Linked DNA regions of Zea mays: region 2 is linked to region 1. Evidence: chromatin contacts called from public Hi-C data. All regions are on one chromosome and are shown on one strand. Each heading gives the region's core, a stretch centred on a gene start, on an enhancer-like site or on the middle of the called end of the contact. The rest is flanking DNA. Distances are from core to core; before and after follow the strand shown. Region 1 holds the start of LOC100282194 (Cysteine desulfurase mitochondrial). Region 2 has its middle 66 kb from the start of LOC103632602.

What was found. A called contact is a pair of places that touch in the nucleus more often than the background predicts.
Region 2: a contact with region 1 is called in a Hi-C map of ear, with 1.8 times the contacts expected there. The contact joins the enhancer-like site here to the promoter of LOC100282194 in region 1. A contact is called at or near these places in 3 of 25 Hi-C or Micro-C datasets (ear, endosperm and leaf).

What each region holds. Positions count from the first base shown.
Region 1 is chr7:96,946,000-96,950,661 of Zm-B73-REFERENCE-NAM-5.0, reverse strand. It overlaps LOC100282194 (Cysteine desulfurase mitochondrial), which reads left to right and starts at 2,547. Exons shown (of 2, transcript NM_001155106.2): 1 at 2,547-4,145. The coding sequence starts at 2,736. The coding sequence ends at 4,091. It also overlaps the pseudogene LOC100193241.
Region 2 is chr7:97,237,426-97,242,087 of Zm-B73-REFERENCE-NAM-5.0, reverse strand. No RefSeq gene overlaps it. Among protein-coding and RNA genes, the nearest start is that of LOC103632602, 66 kb to the left of the region's middle. Within about 2 kb of position 2,282, at least 16 of the 20 cell types and tissues checked have an H3K27ac peak or open chromatin away from gene starts, as enhancers often do. A contact at or near this core is called in ear and leaf, where this site is marked.

The sequences.
Region 1 (4,662 bases), core at 1,298-3,797:
TTAGGTCTGTCCAATTCGTGTCGTCCTGTTAGTATTTCTAAGCAACATTTCTGTTATTTTTAAAATAAAACTGTTGCCATCATTGAGGAAATTCCTTGGAAATTTGTTTATGCCCCCTGATTCAGGTCTGTCCAATTCGTGTCGTTCTGTTAGTATTTCTAAGCAACATTTATGTTATTTTTAAAATAAAATAACTAGATCCATCTGATGTTGTAGGAGTTGGGCTGATATTTTTTTGTCAAATTGTTCCTCATTGGTCCTCACATTTAGGAATTCAGACCATGATGTCTAGGTGAAGGTTTTGCGCTATTCTTTCAAAAGAGTTTATGCACTTTCCCTAAAGCTGGAGTGTTAGTAATAGGCTCATAAACTTGTACAGAAGGATGTAGATGTGATCTCACACCGAAGAAGTTTGTCATGAACATTACTATGTGAAAAATACAAAGATATAGAGTTGAAGACCTCTAAGAATGGTAACTTGTGCTACAACATAAAACAACTTCACTGAATTATGTTTAGCCTCTCTATGTGTTTGGTATGATCATTGTTTTGTTGTTCTGTACGTCTCGCACTAACCAGTTTTGTGGTAGATTCAATTTTTGAAGTATCAATTGTGCTGAATAATTTATGAAACCCTTCACTGAATTTGAATATGGCATGGATAATTGTTTAGTCTGGTTTTCCCTTCACTGAATTTGTGGTAGATTCAATTTTTGAAGTAGCAATCTGTACGAAAACTTATTTTGTTTCTGATGAAGTTGTGTGTACTTCTTTAGGACTATTACAAGCGTAGAGCTATAGACCTTGTTTTGATTTTGTGAGGAGATAAGCTCTACCGTATGGATTACATGGATCTTGTGCTTTGGATGGTTATAGTTCTTTTTTGGGAGGAAGGACAAAAGTAACAGGTTTAGTAGGCCTTCTGATTTGATAATAGAAATATAGATAATAAATAAATTTGTGATAAATATGCTTAAAAGGAAGTTGCGAATCAAAATACTAGGCGATTCAGGCCTTCTAACCAAATTAGCGTCAGTGTAAGGGATACAGCTCGAATACAACTTGCACAAATGAACCGTATCAAATTCTTTTGGGTTGACAAAACATGCCACATGGGATATTTATGAATTTTATACTCACATTCTTGTATCTATTTGCAGCCTCGACAAACCTGAAGTTTGAACGTATGACAGATGACATCTTGGTTACTTTTGTGGATGGACATCTTGGTCGCTTTTGTGGTTGGCTTTTGTGGATGCGTGAAGCTACAATTGTAGTTGTGTAAGATTTATGTGCATAACTATGTGGGTTGCATCAGCTCTCCGTACTATGTATATACCTCCCGCGTAGCTGCCTACCTATCCCTAACTTGCGACCCATAAACGTAGACTTCGATCCTATAATCTTATTTGGGATCAGTTTCAGGCTGTAATAGCCCTGACCGTCTTACTATGGAACACGTTAAAGTATGGTCTAAAACTTTAATGCGGATTATGTTCGGTCTATCTATGTTTGGTCTCATAGTTGCTTTGTTGCTCCCCGCGCTAAACGGTTTTATTGGAGACTTAATCATCCTTTGCTGAATTTTAATATAGCATATATAATTGTTTGCTCATGTTTTACCTTGTGTTGGATAGGGCGCCCGAATGGGCGCCACATGATCCAGTAATATAAATAAAGAAGCTTAAATATGATAAAGATACAAACTCTCATTGATACTCGATAGTTTTACTGAGGTATCAAGAAGTGCACAAGCTTCTTAATAATCCTCGTTGGAGCCTCACACAAGGGTAGCCCACACGAGGGCCATGCTCCAGTCAGGTAACTCTATAGATAGTTATAGGCCATCTTCATGCTTAGGCCTTGTTCGGTTATTCCCAATACACATGGATTGAATGGGATTGGAAAAATTTCTTAAGAAGTTTGACTTGTTTGGGATTTAAACCCATCCAATCCCACTCAATCCACATGGATTGAGAGCTAACCGAACAAGCCCTTAAGTGGTGCTCCACTTCTTACCTCTTTCGGATGCTCCCATTGTCACACTATTGAGGTTACAACTGAAATGTGGTAGACCTTATTCCTTCTCGTACATAGTAGTAGCCACAACATAAACGCAGTTGGTGTGATCACACAAGATATAAATCTGATTTTAACTGTGAGCTGTGAAAAGCTTATGTGAGCTGACGGACATGAAAAAAATTAAAATATATTTGGTTAAAACAACTGTCAACTGAAAATTCTACAAGAGCATATGGTAACATAGATGATATAAATCTAAATTTTTAGCATAGAAAGTTATTCTAAATTAAACTAGAACAATACATAGATTTTCAGAATTCTATTACGAAGTTATACCGTTTAGTTAAGATTTTATATTTTAATATTAAATCTAGTTAAAAAATCTAAACCAAACAAGCTGATCCCAACCTAGCGTCCTAGCCCAATCAGCTCGGCTCCTCAGCCCACATATGGGCCGCCGTTGCGTGACGCACTTCCCTTCCCTTGCCCCCTCTCATAGTCTCATCCACATCGGACGTCGGCGCGTCGACGCGTCGTGCCGTCGTGCTCGTTCTCGTCCATACCCTGCTTGGCTCCTCAGTCCTCCCCACCTTCCCCCTGGCCTTAACCAGCAATTCCCATATCGCCACTCCCCCAAAACGGGAGCTCAGCGGCGGCGGCCGCAACCCCTCCCCTGAACCCTACCCCGTTCTACCCGGCCACCACCCCACAACATGGCCCTCTCCCGCCGCCTCCTCCCGCTCTTCCTCCGCCGCGGCGCCTCCATCCCCACCCGCGCTCTCTCCACGGCTGTCGCACCTGCGGCGGTGGCCTCGGAGGAGGACGAGGCGGCCGTCACCGTCAAGGGCGTGCGCATCTCGGGCCGCCCGCTCTACATGGACATGCAGGCGACGACCCCCGTCGACCCGCGTGTCCTCGACGCCATGCTCCCCTTCTACCTCTCTCGCTACGGGAACCCTCACTCCCGTACCCACCTCTACGGCTGGGAGTCCGACGCCGCCGTAGAGGACGCTCGCGCCCGCGTCGCCTCACTCGTCGGCGCCGACCCGCGCGAGATCTTCTTCACCTCGGGCGCCACCGAGTGCAACAACATCGCCGTCAAGGGCGTCATGCGCTTCTACCGCGAGCGCCGCCGCCACGTCATCACCACGCAGACCGAGCACAAGTGCGTGCTGGACTCCTGCAGGTATCTGCAACAGGAGGGATTCGAGGTCACCTATCTCCCCGTGCGCAAGGACGGGCTCGTCGACCTCGCGCAGCTCGAGGACGCCATCCGCCCGGACACCGGGCTGGTGTCTGTCATGGCTGTCAACAACGAGATCGGCGTCGTCCAGCCGCTCGAGGAGATTGGGCGCATCTGCAAGGAGAAAGGCGTGCCGTTCCACACTGATGCTGCGCAGGCGCTGGGGAAGATCCCGATTGATGTGAACAGGATGGGGATTGGGCTCATGTCCTTGTCCGGCCACAAGATTTATGGCCCCAAGGGCGTGGGGGCCCTCTACCTTCGTCGCCGCCCTCGCATCAGGGTGGAACCACAGATGAATGGTGGTGGGCAGGAGCGTGGCATCCGCAGTGGGACTGTTCCTACACCTCTTGTTGTTGGATTTGGGGCTGCCTGTGAGATTGCCGCTCAAGAGATGGATTATGACCACAGGCGTGTCAGTGCTCTGCAGCAGAGGCTGCTTGATGGCATACGTGCGCAGGTCGATGATGTTGTCATCAATGGAAGTATGGAGCACCGTTACCCAGGCAATCTAAATTTGTCATTTGCTTATGTGGAAGGGGAGAGCTTACTGATGGGTCTGAAGGAGGTGGCTGTGTCAAGTGGTAGTGCCTGCACTAGTGCCAGCTTGGAGCCCTCATATGTGCTGCGGGCACTTGGGGTGGAGGAGGATATGGCACACACTTCTATTCGTTTCGGCATGGGTCGCTTTACCACTGACGAAGAGGTGGACAGAGCAATTGAGCTTACTGTGCATCAGGTGAAGAAGCTCCGTGACATGAGCCCACTCTATGAGATGGCCAAGGCTGGCATTGACCTCAAGAGCATCGAGTGGTCACAACATTGAGGCAGTTTTCATGACAAACGGTCACTCGAAAGCGTACACGGATCGCATACATAGGTATATGGCTCTAACTGCCTGCTCTTTGCTATATTCCATTTTCTTTCAAAATGGATGATGCCATGGTGCCTTGTTTACTATCACATGATAAAATAATTGCGCACCTGTTCAACATATCTGATGAGATTTAGAATGATAACATGTGCACTATTTTCTTGGTGATTTGTTCTGGGTGGACATCTGTGAATCAGATATTTTCTCTATGATGTTAAAATTAACTTCTGATCAATTTGGATAAGTGCAACCTAGTAAGGTCTTGTTCTGTTACATCAAATGCAATATTTAGAGCAAGAATAAAATCAGATTCTCTAGACTGTGCATCTAAGACCCTTGCTGCTGGTTATGCTGAAATGATTTTTTATTAATAAGGTTCAACAAGTGCCTGTGCACATCCATAAATACGGCATGCACTGACTTTTAGTATATCAACACAAGAAAAATCAGCAAGCTGAGCCCTGGTTAACAAGATTAAATTTTTTAATGCCTTTGATATTGTTTATTTGGGGCTGTGCTTTAG
Region 2 (4,662 bases), core at 1,033-3,532, 290 kb before region 1:
AACGTGGAGTAGGCAAGTGTTGGACTTGGCTGAACCACGAGATAAACCACTGTGCCTCTCTGTGTTGATCTTTTTTTGGTTATTGTGTTTCGCAAGAACTCCTCTCTAGCCACTTGGCTTTATTGCTCTAACACTTAATCAAGTTTGTGGCTTTAAGATTTAAGTTTTTACAGGATCACCTACTCACCCCCCCTCTAGGTGCTCTCAATGTCCCCATTTGAGGCTCTATATGGCAGAAAATGCAGAACTCCTCTATATTGGGATCAGACTGGTGAAAGACAGTTCTTTGGGCCAGAATTTATACAAGAGGCAGAAGAACAAGTATGGTTGATAAGGGAGAATTTGAGAACCGCACAATCAAGGCAGAAAAGTTATGTGGATACCCGAAGAAGACTGCTAGAGTTTAAGGAGGGTGATCATGTGTATCTGAAAGTGTCACCGATTCATGGTATGCAGAGATTTAAAGTCAAAGGAAAGTTATCCCCTCGCTTTATTGGGCCTTTCTTGATCCTAAAGCGGGTAGGGGAAGTTGCCTATCAACTGGAATTACTCTATCATCTTGTGGATGTACATGATGTCTTCCACGTGTCTCAACTGAAGAAGTGCCTCAGGGTACCCGAGGAACAGCTACCTATGGAGGATCTTAGTGTTCAAGATGATCTGACTTATACTAAGTATCCTATCAAGATTCTTGATATTTTGAATCGTGTCACAAGGAGTAAAGTGATTAAAATGTGCAAAGTGCAATGGAGTCACCATGGAGAAGAAGAAGCTACTTGGGAAAGAGAAGACGAGTTGCGAGTAGATTTTCCCCACCTCTTCCCTAGTCCTTCCTAATCTCGAGGACGAGATTCTTTTTAAGGGGGTAGAATTGTAATACCCAACTTTGGAAAATAAAAAGAGGGATAAAACTTTATGTGTAATGTCTTCTCATCCATGAGAACTAATAGGAAACATATTTAAAATGAATAATTCTTCAATAAAATGTGCATCATGTTGGAGTTTAATTGTTTGTGCATTTGATAAAATAATAATATTAATAAGGATACATTAATAATGAGAATTAGGGATTAAACCTAATTTAAATTTTAGAAATTAGAAATAATGTATATAAGAAAGAAAAGAAAGAAAGGAAAACCCTATCTATAATGTGAAGAAAAATATATGAATAAATGTGTCTTTCCTATCAACATCTGGGATTAGTACATCTAGTTTAAGTCCAAAAGTTACAATCAAAATTGGGATTTAGAATTTAGCATTCAAAAATGAGAAGAAAGGAAAAGAGAAAAGAAAAAAGAAAAGAAAAGAGAACCCCATACCTGCGCTGGGCCGCAATCCCCCACGGTCGGCCCATTCTGTTTTCCCTCCGCGCGGCCCAGAGCAAGTGTGAAGCACGCCTGGTGAGTGACTTGCTTGCGGGCCCGTGTGGTCGGCGCACTGCGAAAAGGGGACAACGAACGAGCTCCCGCTGGATCGTGGGGTCGGGAGTCGCGCAGAGCGGATTTCTAGCTTCGCTGACTAGTGGGCCATCGACTACTATTTATCTCCTCGCCGTTGCCCTCGCGTCCACCGAAGCCGTCGAGCTACGCACAAATAGCGGGACTGTTGCAACCACCGCGGCTTCCCTGGGATATTTACAATGTGCGCCCACCTATTCCTCCCCTTTCTCCCTCAAACACAACACAAACGTCATCATCATCGCCATAGACAACACGAGTGGAGAGAAGAGCATTCGGCGGTGTAGTGACTATGGTGCCGGGTCTGGGGCTTGGCCGATCGTGTGCCAGGAGCTCGGAGCATTTTGGGGTCGTCGGCGGCGGGACGTTGGTCATCGGGAGCAGGCAGACCCTACCGGCGCACTCATCTACGATGAGTCGGTTTCTTCCTATGCGGTATCTTGGGGTTTGTTGAGATGTCGCGAGAGTGTGGGGTTGGAGCGGACCCGGGACCGGTGCGCCTCCGGAGGACGGCGGTGGCGAACGCTGGCTGGTCTTGGCCGGGTAGAATGCCGGTTGATTGGTAGGAGAGAGAGAGAGTGTGTGTTGGGTATGGCGCGACGGCTGTGCCTGGGCGTCATGAGGTTGATGACGCCAAGGTGTCCATAGATTATGAAATAGACGACTGGGATCAGTCTAGGGCATTCGTTCGACAGGGAATTGATCATGTCCGTCGATCATTGTGCCTAGGCGTTGGATTTTATTACGGGCTGGTGGGCTCGCACCCATGGATCCCGGATCCGACGTCCAGGGGAGAGCGCTAATGAGTAACTAGCATGAGTCTAATCTGGTGCACAGATTTTGGATCAAACGACTGATGGGCCGCCATACCCCTTCGGCTATGCAGATTGCTAAATGAGCCCCTACGTTTGTTTTAAATAGAACCCGCCGTCCACAGTAGCAGTAACCTGAGTCTGAATAAATTTACGAGTTAATCCCTGCACTTCTCTGGATTTGACGCGTAGTCTAGAGAACAAAGAAATTAGGAAATTAATTATAGGGATTGATTTTTAATATAAAAATAATTCCAGAAACTTGTATAATTCATATTTAATTTATTTTAACTCCAAATTAATCTAGTCCAGTGGCATTAATTCTGTTTTAATATTGTCTATCATCTAGTACCTCTGTTTAGCCATGAAACTTGAATTAAATTTATTCACTTGAATTATTCTATTCTAGTTACTAAGTAACTTCAGGAATTCATAACTAGATAACCGTAACTCCGAATTTAGTGATTCTTGTTCCTACGATCTCGTTATGATGCTTAGAATATTATCATACATTCTGTTTTGTTGTTTGGTGTGATGTTAATTTCTGCTATACCATGTTTGTTTGTATTGTTGCGAGTAGACGAGCCAGCCACAGAGGATCCCGATGTTCAGCAGGTGGAGACTGCTGAGCAGGAGCTCGTTAAAGACAAGTTATGCCCTTGATCACTTCTTTTTATCCAACCATGTTCTTATTAATCATAATGATCTGCATAGGTTTATTTTGATGGGACCCAATAGGTTACCCTAGTTTGGCTAACTTTATACCTTGCTTACCACTGAATTTTAGTACCTGCTATTGCTTTATGTGGTTTTGTATGGAGATACACATTATTCATGATCATACTTTTATTATCAGTCTGTTATTTACTGTTCATGATAAGGTCATTATGTTAATTGGAACATGGAGTGATCACCTGGGAAAATAGTGCTACCACAAGGGTGGTATGGAACGTCCTTGGCTGACTAATTGTGGACGACTACCTTACCCGAAAGGGGCAAGGGCAGTAGGGGAGTGGTCAGTGTACAGAAGTCCTTGGGTTGATTTTGCTGCGATGGCGATCAGGTGAGGGATTCCTACATTGGAGCTTCCTAGAAACTGTAGCGGGTTTTCTGAAGCTAGTGGAACTTTATAAAGGCCTCGTAGTGTTACCCTGCCTCACTTCCTTGGTAGAGGTGTATGGGAGCCGCGATCCCTTGGCAGATGGATAACATGACTTGTTGGTAAATATGTGAAACCTTTGCAGAGTGTAAAACTGGTATATCATCCGTGCTCACGGTAATGAGCGGCTCGGACCCTCACATGATTAATTTATGGAATTAAATTCAATTTGTCATTTGCATCGCATTGGGATTTATTATTATTTTGATCTACTATTACTCTGGTTTGGTATTTACTTACATTTAGTAACTGCTAATAAAAATTTGACCAACTTATACAAGCAATGCTAAGCTTTAACCCTTACTTATTGATTAGCCTTACACTTCACATGACCTCCCACCTTTGGTGAGTTCATGCACATTATTCCCCACAACTTGTTGGCCTATGATCTTTTGTGAGCTCACTCTTGTGATATATAACCCCCCCCACAGGTGAATAGCAGGTGGTCGAAGAGGAGCCGCCCTACAATGAAGCATATGAGTTGATCTAGGTGGTGTTTCCCAGTTAGCTTTGTGACGCGAGGGAATAATATTAGTTCGCTTTATTATTATCATTTATTTTGTAAGACTTCCGTTATGTAATAATGACATTTATGTTATATGTGACATTTATCTCTATACACTTTGTCATTATATGTGATGTTCTTCCTTGGCGCACATATGAGACACACCCGGCTTTATCCCTTTAATCCGGGTGTGATAGTTCAAAATTCATTCAAGTGTCATAATAAAAGTAAAAAACATTAGAATTGAATCCTAACTAACAAGGACTACTAGTTGTCACCTGGTTGGTTATAGTTGTGGCCACTTCCACTAGCTGAACTTTGGGTGGTGAAAAGTTGGTTGACCCACGAAGTCTCGGTACTGTCTTAGGCAGATGCCTCTCCAGGTGCTGCAACTGAAGCAGGAGGAATCTAGAAGGTATGTAACATACATTTGGATATTAACCACTAAGTTCTTCATTTTGAAACACATACACATTTATGTACATATCAATGAACACCAAAGCTGGATTAGGCAAAGGAAACTGTGGCTAAGGTGAAGGCGGTGGTGAATGGAGCGATTCAAGTTCCGAAGGAGGCATAACAAAGGATGGCATCTGGGCGCCCGCTTGTTGTGCTAGTTGCTACAAATTAAATGCAAATAACTATTGATGAAGTGCAATACATAACATGTTTGTAATTGTTATAGATAACATATTACTTCAACTTACCAAGAGGAGAGCTTGTTGTTGG